2 separate regions of the Sparus aurata genome follow, and region 2 is linked to region 1. The links are chromatin contacts, called in public Hi-C maps. All regions are on one chromosome and are shown on one strand. Each heading gives the region's core, a stretch centred on a gene start, on an enhancer-like site or on the middle of the called end of the contact. The rest is flanking DNA. Distances are from core to core; before and after follow the strand shown. Region 1 holds the start of mrpl13 (mitochondrial ribosomal protein L13). Region 2 holds the start of deptor (DEP domain containing MTOR-interacting protein).

Region 1 (6,471 bases), core at 1,167-3,666:
ATCTGTGAGTACAGAATTTAAAAAAGCAACAAAACTCTAGTAGTCTAGTCACCAGAGCCATTTCCTCCAATATGAATGTGACACTGAGACATGCTGTTCCTGAAACATTTTTGGAGTTACTGACAGGCAGCGAAGAGCAAAGGCGTATTGGAAACACCGAAAAAAAATCCAAGTGTGTCATCTGTATGCACTTACCCCGAGTGTGATGAGTAGACCTTCTGCTCCCATTTGTTTCCAGAGAAAGCTATTTGTTTGGTGTTTATAACTACCACATGGTCCCCACAGTCACCTGCAAAGGTGTAAAAATTAGGAAAAGGAATACTTTAATTTAATTTAACAGAGAGACATAAAAGTCATACATACATCAGACACAGATGGTAATGATAATACCAAAAACATCAGCTAGTTTGCTAGACCAACAAAGACAATGAAGTATTTAGAGTTTATCCTTTACTGCCATCATGTGGTCGATCCATGTCACAACAACTTAAACTTAGGGTGGGTTGTGGTTTCATAATAGAACAAGGTCGAACACTGATTTACATGCATCTTAAATGTTGTTTTAATTTAGAAAGTTACTCGTGAATTTATATGTGCTTGTTTGTGACAGATTGGACTCACTCATTGCATGATAGATAGGCTTGTGTTTCCCCTGTAACCTAACGGAACACATGGTCGCGATCTTCCCAGGAGGCTGCATTCTGGCATCGATCACGAACCAGGAGCGAGCAAAGGTCGCCCATTGCTAAAAGAGGAAAGACAGAAATAATAGGTTGAATAAACTGTGTGGCATGGGATTATCACAGGTTTAATAGTGTGACAAACAACAGACACACAAGGCATTTTTCACTGAAGATGTTTTGACATCTCAGCAGGAAAGGCACAGGTGCAGATATTGAAATTAATTATGTCTGGATTCCATTTACATTCAGATTCAGGGTCCTTGTTTTGTCTACGCTAGTTAGCTGTCACACTGTCAAGACTTGTTAATACAAAAGACACTTTGTTAATGTTTTTCAGAACATTTATTATTTATATTATTCAGAACACCTGTGCTTCTTCTTTAATGACTAGTCAAAATGTCTGCTGTAAAAAGGCATTGTTTCTAGTTTGAAGCCATTTATTATACAAACAGAGCATTTCAGAATACAGAAATGTATGATGCATTTCAAAATGTATAATGTTGACGTATTCTTCCTGTAACAAATTGATGACTCCATAGCTGACACAATGAATACGCAGTTAAAACTCAACCAAACCAAATAAACCCCAATGAATTATCTAAGTGCACAAAATACCATCATTACCATCATATATCACTGCTGGTCAGGGTTAAGTATCATAAGAGAGAGAGAGAGAGTGTGTGTGTGTATTTGATAATGTGTGAAAGGTTTTAAGATCCATAACTAAAAGCTGCAGTGTTTCCTCTACATTTATTCAGGAGTGGTAGTAGACACCTGCAGTAAACACATTACCACCACAGCTAGACAGAATAGGAAACTGACCGTTATAATCTAGATGTCAGAACAAAAAAACGTGTGTAGAAGTAGCCCTTTATTCACGAATATTTAACAATACTAATGCTGCAAACCACGTTTACCACTAGCGCCAAAATTAAGATATGGGATGAATGTGGAATAAATACCAAAACATGATCCTATGCCATAACTGCTTCAGAACAATAACAGAGGAAACATCAATAAGCAAAACTGTTCTCATTATTTACATTAAGCATCTTAAAAACTATCATGTGGATGTCTCAAAATAAAAGGTGGGAGAATACTTTCAGGGCTAAAAAAAATAAATAAATACAAATAAAAACTCCTTTAACCTTAAAGATAAAAGATTTCATCTTCTGCACAATGTCCATACTTTAATCTTTAGGGCAACGCTCACACACCCACAGGTTTTGTAATTAATGTATTCTACAATTCTGATAAGTAATTGCCTGCCACGGATTATCTAAAACAGTGCTTCAAGCGTGTATAATTTGACATGGTGGTCTCACGACGTTGTTTTAACATTAACTTGGGCTGCCAAGAAATAATATTGGACTCGTGGGAATTTCCCTAACTGCTGAGAGCAGTCCACTTGTTATAATGTGTTTAAACGATATAACGTTAATAATATCCATACACACCATGGCTAGCTCGTTAGCGTCGCTTGTTAGCTAGCAGCCCATTTGAGAGTGATGTCCTGTCTTAACGTTACAGTAACCGGCACACACTTAACGGTCACATTATGAGATTTAAAAAAAAAAAGACAATGTAATGTATAATGTGTGTCGTTACCTGGGCAGATCTGGAGAAACTTGACATTTCTACGACACTACTGTGCTAGCACATCCTCAAAATATTTGACCCTCAACGTGAGTGACGGTCCGCTTGGTAATTCTACTCGGTTGAAACAAGATTTGAGACTTAATTTTTCCAATGTTTATCTTTATCGAAGTCATACGGCAAAACGTTCCTATATTTTATATATTTTCACGCTAACGTTAAGTGTCGGTACATATCAATGATAACCTTTCAATAAATCAAGAATTATAATCTCAGCATGTATTTATTTATTTATTTATCTGTTGAGTGTTAGTTTCTACACGGTCCTATTTTGGCGTCGTACCTTACGTAGTTGCCGCACTTCCTTCCAACGACAGAAAGAGAGCGGGGAAATTTGACATGCACCGTGCCTAAAGTTACATTAGTTGCTACTTATTCATTCCTTAGAAAACGTTTACTTTGTTGCTGTTTGTTTGGCGAGTCAAAAAAAGATTCTTTCATCGACACATTATCCGCCTAACCTGCCGTCCTGAGCCAACATGAGAACTTTAGAGGAGGTTCAGGCCACTCTGGAGATCGCCAAGCTGAAGGAGGAGGATCTGCAGAAAACAATTCACTGCCTATCCTTCGGAGAAAATGTTTCATCTGCAGACTACTGCCTGATGGAGCTGGACGACACACTGGTCAAACACATCGAAGCTGGCCAAAGGTAAGGTATTAATAATGTGAATTAATGTGCCTGAGAAGTATGTATACGAAGAAACACACTAACTATGATTATGCTTTTGTGTTCTCTGTTCTTCTATCTAGTCGTCAAGTCTTATCTTTGCAGTATCGATATATCAGCATCAGATAGATAGATAGATAGATAGATAGATGGAGAGATGGATAGATGGATGTTCCTTATTGATGAATTACAAATACAAGTGGTCAGCATGCCTGTTTATCTGACAATAGTCTAAAACTGTTGATTGTTGAAAGTTACTTTATTGACAGTGGTGTGAAACATAATGAACATATAAACTGCTGTCTTTTATTTGTTGATGTTGTGGGTGTGGGTAACTGACAGCTGTTTTCTCTGTTTCCAGTCTGGTGATTCGAGGGGACAAAGATGAACGTGCAGTCCTCTGCAGTGGTGACAAGACCTATGATCTAAAGATAGCCGACACATCCAACATGCTGCTGTTTTTGCCAGGATGCAGAACGCCAGACCAGCTAACTAACAGCCAGGAAAGCTCTCATGTGGTGCACACTCAGGTATGGAAACAATACACACACAGATACCTACCTGATATACTGCAACATCCACATAAACAGACACAGGCTACTGGGTGCATTATGCACAATTAACAGTTAATTTCTTTTGTATGACCCACATACACTTAAAATATCCTACTTCTTTGATGCGTTTATCTGTTTTATTGTGGTGTTACTTACTAAGGTCAAACTGTTTTTATACATACTATTGTCTTTTTATTTCTATTCATAATTGCCTCTTAAATATTTGCTTTGCCTTCTGACATTTGTTTGTCATTGTTTTGCCCTTTATTATGTATATAACATGCTTTATAATCCTGTTTCAAGTGCTATATAAATAAAGTTATTTTGATTATTCTGTTGTAGATCTGGGGATTTTGTAACAGCTACTGGGAACTGAGGAAGCAGCGTCCGAAACTGAAGAAACTGAAGAAGCTCTTAATGGAAAATCCTTATGAAGGACCTTCTTTAGGAGGAAAGGAGGAGAATACAGAAAACAGGGTAAAAACATATCATACAGTGAATAAATTAATTACTATATCCTGTTGGACTATGTTTGGTATAGGGTATGAATGTCTTTACTCTTTCAATAGCACCCATGGTATGAGCCTGTCATCATGTTGGATATCTGTCAGAGAAAAGAACAATAGCAGAAGCCTCGGTTAATGGAAATATCTATGATGCTGTAAAAAAAAAAAAAAATTACTATAGTTTAAATCTCTTAATTTACTGCAGCTTTTAAGAACATTTTGCTCATAAGAGCATTTGATAATTACAAATTATTTTTGGTATTGTATTATGTAATGGCTAAGAGAAATATGGGGCTTTTATGTCAATATCTGTACATGGTTTATCTTGTCTATATTGGAAGTAAAATATTTATAGAATAGAATATTTTGAATGTTTCACTGTAAATTCCTCCCCTGTTTTGAATGTCTTCTGTTAGTATCTGTTAGTCAGTGGTTTCCTGTGCTCTTCTGTTACCAGTACACAATGCAGGATCTGTTGGAGAGGATTCAGGCCAGTGAAGAGGAACTGAAGGCCCACTTGGAGACCATCCATGCCTGTCAGATAGATGGTAAACAGTGACACATTTGAATTATAACTTAATTAACATTATTGTTATTATTAAAGTTGTGAAGGTAAGTAAGAAGGTTCAAAATCATTCAAATCACCAACATCAATGTGGTGCTCTCAGGAGGTACAGTTCAGTGAAGATGCTTTTCTAAATAAAATGTATCTCTCTTAGCCCCATGGAGCTAAAACACATCCCTACCAGATGTTAAGCGAGAGTATCTTTTATGTCCTCCAGGATACATGCGTGTGCTGGACTTTGACTACGAGATGAAGCTGCTCGGTCACGTGACTCAGCTGGTGGATTCTGAGTCATGGTCCTTCGACAAGGTTCCCCTCAAAACTAGTCTGGAAGAGTTAGGTCCACTGGAACCCAAGTGAGTTGATGTCAAGTCTCTTGTTCATGCAACAAGTAAAGAAAGATATTGAATATTAAGAGTTTATTTTCAGTCATGTTGAGGCTTTGGAAACAAAAAACTGCCCAAATAACAAAACTAATGAGCATCTATTATGAGCATGGAAAGGTTTAATAATAGACACTCATTCAGGTTCTTATAATTTTTCCTTCTGTCTGTCACAGAGAGATGATCGAGCACTGTTTGAACTGCTATGGGAGACGCTATACTGAAAACGGTAAAGTAAAACAATCTCTGAAGACCCAAAGCTTCAATCCTACACAACCTGAAACTACAGTGCTCACATCTCTGAATCTTCCTCCCTCTCGATAGATGAAGTTTTTTATGCGCTACATGAGGATAGAGTGTGTCAAGGAGTGGCGCTGCTGCTACTGCAGAACGCTGTCAAGTTCAACCTGAGGGAGTTCCAGGAAGTCTGGCAGCAGAGCGTCCCAGACGGCATGAGCACAAGACTGGAGCAGCTAAAGGTTAGCCTGTCATGCTCATATACTGCACTCTGAGGGGGATTGGGGAGTTTTCTTTCTTTTTTTAATGCAGTTACAGTAAAAGTAGTGTGATTGGGTGTTTGCTTTGACATATAGAAGATTAACTGAGAAATTTGCACACATTTCTTTTCCCTAGGACAAACTGGAAGTCTGACTATTAAACCACTAAAATCAACCTCTTATCTTTTCTTCTTATCTAAACAATGATTTTCTCTTTATAGCCAGTTTGCTTTTCATGAGTAATTCTGAGACATAGGGTCAAAACACCCACTTGCTGCAGCTGTTTCTCTCCGCTGGTTCCCACTGACTTCTCTTGAGAAACTGACTGTAGGGCTGACAGCGTTGTAAATCTTCCAGAGTGTCGCCCTGTTGGACCGCACCTCCCGTCCAGAGACCATCTGCCTGCTGCGCGTGGAGGATCTCCCAGAGGACACGCTCGAGCGCTTCAACCACCTCTTCACGCTCAGAGAGAAATGGACAGAAGATGACATCACGCCATACATACAGTAAGTGTCATCAGTTTAGGAAATTATCATAAAAACCAAAGGTACATGAATTTGTCCCGCTGAAATTAGTTCAGAATCAACTCTGTTAAGTAATTTCGTAAGATATCTGAATGATTATAATCTCTTCTCCTCGGTCAGGGACCTGTGTGGAGAGAAACAGACCACTGGAGCCCTCCTGACCAAATATGCTCGATCCTCAATGCAAAATGGCATCAAGGTCTTCAACTCCAGAAGGCCTGTGGCTACATGAACACTTCCACTGTCCAAGTTTTGAACTCACTTTTGGAAATTATTGTGGTTACATTTATTCTCAGAGTGACTTTTGCAATTGCCAAAATCATTTTCATTTCATTGTTGCCTTTAAAATAACTTGTTGTGATTATAACTATTCAGCAGTCTACTCTCTTGCAGCACTTCAGCTTTCTTGTAAAGTGTATGATAAATATACAATAAA
Region 2 (6,471 bases), core at 1,266-3,765, 200 kb before region 1:
GTATACACAAGAGCCTGACTAATTATTTTCTTTTCTGAGACCAGTGCGAGACTGCTTTTAATAAATAGTCAGGTGCTCACCTATCTGTGCATGCACCTGCTACATGACTCTGGTAACAGGTAGCCAACTGTAAACCAGCGTCTAACAAACCTTCTTCTATATTTCACTTGATTGGATTCCAAGACTAACACATTCAATAAATGATTGGCAACAAACAGGATACACCTCAAAGCAAAGGGCCTTCTGCCAGTCCCCGGGCCACGGATAAAATGGTAGTTCTTCATAGTCTTTGATTTTGAGATAAATTAATAAATAAATCAATGAATAAAAAGTTAAACCGATCTGCTTTTGAATTTAGGATTATTCATTCCTGTATGACATTAGAACTTCACCGTCTAGTGGTGCTATCCACCAGATGGTGCAGAGCCTGTGTGTAAAAACAAACAGGCGAGATTATTTGCTTTGTCTGGTGGTTGTGACACCATTTAAATTCATATTGTAACTGAATGATTTGCAGTCAACCTTGAAGAAGACATTTTGAGTATAGACAATAATAACCCCTCAGGCCTAAAATGGTTCAACCAGGTTTATTTATGTGTCTTTCTATCTTTGAAACATATGTTCAAAAGGATAAACTCGCCTTGTAAAAATTTCAAAGGTGCATTGTTGTATCCTCCCCTGTTTTAAAAAAGGAAGGACCAATATTGCACATGTACTTTTTAAACTGGATGAGAGCACCAAGTGTTGAAGCGGGGGTATCCAGTGTTTAAGCAGTGGATGCAAAAGCAGCAATATAACGTAAAATTAATTACCATGTCTGGTTTCACAATGGCATGTGATTCCAAAATGACATTTGGACAAAAGCATAAAGACGATGTGTCATCATCAGTCACATAAAGTTAGCTTCATTGTACCTCGTCCACCAAACTACATTTACCAGTATGCCAGACATTAAGGGCAGAAGAAACAAATTACTGAACACAAACGTCATATATGATTTGTGTTCAGTAAGGTAAGGGATGATTTTATAAAAATCATCCCTTACCATGTTCCACGTTGTACTACTGTGAATCCACAGTCAGCAGCTCCCCTACTGGTCACATAGAATGGAGCCCTCAAAGGAACAGAACACACAGTACTCACTCATAAAGGAACAGCTCACCCCAAAATGTTTTTTTTGTTTTTTTTGATCTGTTTGTATATTTGTAATGCACCACTCTTTGTGCCCATATTTGCACTATTCTAAAACTAACACAACTCAGAGTCAGGGGCGTACTCGGGCTGTTGGAGAGGACGGGGCAAAAAGGGTTCCAAGATTAAAAGGTAAAAGCAAATAAAAGTTTAACCACTACACCCTTGTAATAGAAAACACACAGGGAGAAATTAGCTATTCAACCATGTAGAAGCCAGCTACTTTTCCAGCATGTAGGATTATCAAGTTTTCTCCACTGGAAGAAATTATGGGTGATTTATTTAAACATTGGGACACCAGAGGGCGTAACTGACTAATAATTCTACAACCATGTTTCTCACTGACTCATCCCTGAGGTACTGACTAAGTCAAACACATAATAAAAGCAACTAATTTGAAAAGAATGAACTGTCAAAAACCAAGCTATCAGTTTGCAGAGAGGGCATCGTCAGGGCATTTGAATGCAGCAGAAACAGGCTACATAGAGTCCAGCATGCCTCTTCTAAATGGACAGGGTCCTAGAGTAGATGGTCCCACAACGGATTTTAGTGTTTCTTCTTACACAGAGCAGTGACATTATCAGTCCTTTTATTTGATTTGTGTCATCTAGGGAGTGTGTGGTGGAATTTAGAAAGTGTGTTCAAGTCAACTGATGACTCATTGTGGCCATGTCCCCATTATATCTACAGGTTTCGTCTGCAGAGCAAATTTGCTTCTCAGGTCAAACACACAGCACATATCATGTGGTCACATATATACACAGTATGTAGGTTATAAACTATTAAATATGAGAACATTCACAAATCCATTACTCTGCAGAAACACAGCCACAGAGATACACTTACCAGTGCTGCTAATGAGCAGCCAGATGACTTCATCGGTGCTGGGTGGATGCGTTTGTTTTATGTTCACTTCATACACACTTAATAATTCCACGTGTTCATTTATAGTTTTGATGCCCTCAGTGAGAATCTACAATGTAAATAGTCATGAAAAAAAAGATTTCTGTACACACAGGCAGAATGATCCTGGTCATGCTATGAGCAGTTTTGCACCCTCAAAATCAGACTAATCTGTGAAATCAGTGGGTAGACGATGGAAGGTTTCACACAGTTGCAGAGCCTATAGAGTTTTCGGTCTGTTTTAAATACACCTTTAATGGAGAAAGGTGTAGCACCTCTGTTGCATAATGATGCCACCCAACACCATCCCACCCCTACAATTTGTCCCTGGATCCCCAAGCGGTGGCTGAATCGAGCGCATCTCTCGTGCCTCCGTAACCCCGCCCCTCCGGTTAACTCCCCCAGTGACGACAGCAGAGTCCTCCCAATGCGGGGGCTTTGTGGATGGGCACTGGCTGCGCCGTGGAGAAAAACGTGCACCCATCCCCGTGCGGCGTGTCAGTGACAAACAAACCCCGAGCCAGCCGAGCGGAGGATCGCCGGGGCTGCTCCTCACACAGACGTTACATCAGCAGGAGCAGCAGGAGCGAATAAATAGAGGGATTCATGGAAGGAGCGCTGGATGCATGCGCGCATTGATGAGTGTGAGCGGTCATCTGGAGGATTTTTTTTTTCTCGAGGAATTTCAAAGTGGATCGAGGCTGATGGAGCTGCTGAGGCTGAGCGTCTGGGACCGCTGACTGGCTGCATTGTTGCATGACGAGGATGGATTAATTCTGCACTTTCACTAGAGGAATAATTGTGTTGTTATCGCTCTCCATGGTGCTCGAAGGGTAAGCGAATGAACAATGTGTGGGTGCATTATTTACTCTGAGGGATCGTCACCGCGTGGATGCTTGCACGCCTTTGTTTTTTTTTTTTTTTCTTTCAATCAGTTTCTTCCTCGTTCTGTGTATTGCTGCACAACATTTGTTATTATAGCAGTTATTTATTAGTAGTAGTAGTACTAGTATGATGTCTTTGGGTTTGTCAACAAAACATCCCCGGGTCTGTGCTTTTTCTGTGTTAGCAGAGAGATGGACGGGATCGGGAACACCATGCAGAAGAAGGCTGCAGAGCTGGAGCGGCTGGCCGAGGTGCTCGTCACCGGAGAACAGCTGAGGTAGGTCGGTCAGGGTCCTCCACTGACGCTGGGTGAGAGAGATCGAGGCATTGTGTGTGTGTGTGTGTGTGTGTGTGTGTGTGTGTGTGTGTGTGTCCCGGATGATCTTGCAAACTGACCCCACAGATCTTCCACCATGATCACACTTCGTAAATTACCAGAAATAATCTTTGCTTGGTTAGTTTTCATGCTCAGTCTTGCATGTTGCCGTGCCCCATATCAGGAGGATAGGACAGGACGCGGCCCATTCAGTGAGAGAAGTGGGTGGTGCAAGCATGACAGCAGGTTAGTGATCATGCATGTAGCTGTCCTTCACTGCAGACTGGCAGAGCGGAGCAGGCAAGCTCAGCTCCACTGCAGCAGCAAGCATGCACCGCCAAACAAAGGCGTCCACACATGCACAGCCCTCCCCGTGCACGCTGCTGCAGCAGGATCCTGTTTTGAGAACTGACCACATGAGTGATTTCTGTCGCTCCAGTAAGACAGTGAGTGCCCTTTGAGCTGCGCGGTGAATGATCAACCTGCTTACCCTGTATCATGATCACGCCCCACCCATCAGGCAATTGTCCCAGTAACCTTGGCAGTGTTGTTGACATGCTGCACCCTTTGACCTACTGTACAGAAAGAAAAGCCCCGTAACCCCGGTGGCTCTCACTCCCAGCAATGAATAGAGGCTCAGTAGGTAAAGCATGGCATCAATGCCTGGAATTTCAGCCCCCCGCTGAACTATGTGGCTGAATTGTGTTTTCCAGCTGGGTGGTACAAACTGAATTAGAGCTTTGTGAAGAAATACACATTCGCCACTTCAAGAGATTGAGTTTGTATCTCAATGTTACTCTTCTGTGTTCCCTTGCTTAGCACTGGTGTGTGTTTTCCTGTTTCTCATTGTATATAGTGTGTGTGTGTGTGTGTGTGTCAGTGTCCTTGGCATAGCTGAGTACATAGGCTGCCAGCTGGCGGCGTGGCTTGTGTCCGTGAACAGCAGGTTGGTCCGGTTGGCTGTCCCAGAGTCCTCTGCCTCTGAGACACTGCTGTTCCAGGGGAAAGGGACTTGAGGTTGTGATATACTCTCTCTCTTTTTTACAGACCTAGAAGTTGGACCGAGAGCTTTTTAAGAGACATGGCTGTAAGGATGGCTATGTCTTTTTGTGGGTGGCTCCCTCACTTTGCCCCAGACTAAAATATCTCAACAACTTTCAGATGAATTATGGTGAAACTGTGTACAGACAGTCACGGTCTCCTAGAGGATGGCTTGTTTGGACTTTGGTGACCCTCTGGCTTTTCATCTCAAAGTAAAATTTGAGTGAAACGTGTCAATAAACATCAGATGGAATGCCATGAAAATTGGTACAGAAACTTATGTCCTGCTCAGGATGAGCAAGGACATCGTTGATTATACAACCCTGATTCCCCTTGAAAACGAAAGGGCAATGAAAGATGCTCTCCCTCCAGTGTTTAACCTCGACTCCCTGCTTTAGCTCTGTCCTTTGGACTGTGTTGACAGTGGACAGGCGAGTGAGTCAGTGTGAGCAGCTGTATTCATGAAAATGAAATCAAACCTGCTGGTATCAAAGAAAGGAGTGTACCTGATCAACGCCTTTGTTTGATCAGTCTATCACGAGTCAAGCTCATGGAACAAGAGTGACATACTTCCTGGTACTGATAACAGGACAAAAAAAAAAATAATATCCTAGAACTCATTTGTGTCCGATCATGTCGACTGCTCGTATGTTGGAGCAGATGTGCCTCACGCAGAAGGACGGATACCATGGCACAGAGACACACACAGCTGCTGTAGTAAGTCCTGTGACCGGTTCATAGTTGTGAATGGGCTGTTTGTTGCGCCATGGCAGACTGTGATGAAGAGTCAGGCGTGGTGAATGTTTCAACTTGGGACTCTGCATCATCATAGTCAAACTGCGGAACCAGAGACTCATTCAGAATCAGCCCGGCTTGCCATCGTTAGATCCCCTCGTGTATACAAATAGTCTGTTTAGAACAATAATGTGGATCATATATGTTTTTGCGGCCAAAAAAAGGTGTAATTTCCACTTAAAAACTCATTGACTTCTTATACCTCATTAAAAATTCCTGCGTCTGTGAATATGCAGATTTCTGTTTTAAATGTCTCCCCCTTCATCAAGTCCTTTCTCAGTGTATCGTCACTGGTGGCTACATGTTTCTATATCACACTTGATGAAGATGGTTGGCTTCCAAACTGTGGGTGATGTCACAAGTCATGTTCATTAAAAATCAGATTTTCACTGAGCAAGAAGAAACTTTCCACTTTCAGGGGAGCTTGATGAAAAGCTATCAGAGAGAATCAGAACAACTCCCACAACAAGGGGTCTGACACCTGAGCCTCCTATAAAAACCCAACAGGATGGATGATTTTTGCTTCTAGCTCCAATTAAGATGATTTATGGGTAGATTGGACTGAAGCTGAGCCGAGGAGGAGGAGAGGATGATGCTCGCCTGCTGGAAGTGGGCTCTGTAACTTGTTTGCCCATCCCGATTCTTGGCAGAACAGTATGTTGGTACCGACCGAGGCAGGCTTGGACCGGGGCTGTCATTTCTAATCCAGAGTGATGCTAGCCAGCTGCACACAGGCTCAGCATGGAGTGGAACGAGCTAGCTGCAGGAAGCCTGGCTCAGGCTGTGGTGGGCTGTTTCACAACAGTCAGGTTCACGAAGAGGTCACCTTGATGATGTGAAACCAACATCTAGGCCAGCTATAGGAGCATGTGAGGGTTGTCATGTCATCGCGTGAAAAAGTCCCGTTATAAATCCCTGCAGGCGGTCTTTGAATAGCTTTACCTCGAGCCTAGAGGACCGATTGTGTTCCATCCAGTGTACAGTAGCTTTGACCTTGTAAGAGTGTCCTGTTTGCTCTCATGTAAATCATGTTTCCTCCTACTAGAAGATTTTTTTAATGTTATGGACAAAATTATGACAGCCGGCATCACTAAAACAGGGAGTGTAGGATCGCCACCCTTCAGAAAGTGATTGAAAAAAGACGGAATGGTTAAAAGATGGCAAAAAAATGGATTCAGAGACTAATGCACACGGAAAAATGGACATTGATCATAGTGAAAGGGACGTATGTAACACTTTATAAGAACTTGCATGTATTAATAACTTTTTTATTGGCTAATATGTGAACCGATTGTAACAGGACCTTGACTGGTGATTTCTCTGTGAAGGATGCTGGTCGG

The links. A called contact is a pair of places that touch in the nucleus more often than the background predicts.
Region 2: a contact with region 1 is called in a Hi-C map of an unstated tissue, with 2.9 times the contacts expected there. The contact joins the promoter of deptor here to the promoter of mrpl13 in region 1. A contact is called at or near these places in 2 of 2 Hi-C or Micro-C datasets (skeletal muscle and an unstated tissue).

What each region holds. Positions count from the first base shown.
Region 1 is chr17:17,543,819-17,550,289 of fSpaAur1.1, reverse strand. It overlaps mrpl13 (mitochondrial ribosomal protein L13), which reads right to left and starts at 2,416. Exons shown (of 7, transcript XM_030393564.1): 1 at 2,292-2,416; 2 at 622-745; 3 at 196-289. The coding sequence starts at 2,318. dscc1 (DNA replication and sister chromatid cohesion 1) reads left to right here and starts at 2,613. Exons shown (of 9, transcript XM_030393556.1): 1 at 2,613-2,988; 2 at 3,368-3,536; 3 at 3,903-4,037; 4 at 4,524-4,614; 5 at 4,849-4,987; 6 at 5,191-5,243; 7 at 5,339-5,493; 8 at 5,869-6,017; 9 at 6,156-6,471. The coding sequence starts at 2,819. The coding sequence ends at 6,267.
Region 2 is chr17:17,744,959-17,751,429 of fSpaAur1.1, reverse strand. deptor (DEP domain containing MTOR-interacting protein) reads left to right here and starts at 2,515. Exons shown (of 10, transcript XM_030393801.1): 1 at 2,515-2,927; 2 at 3,167-3,256. The coding sequence starts at 2,914.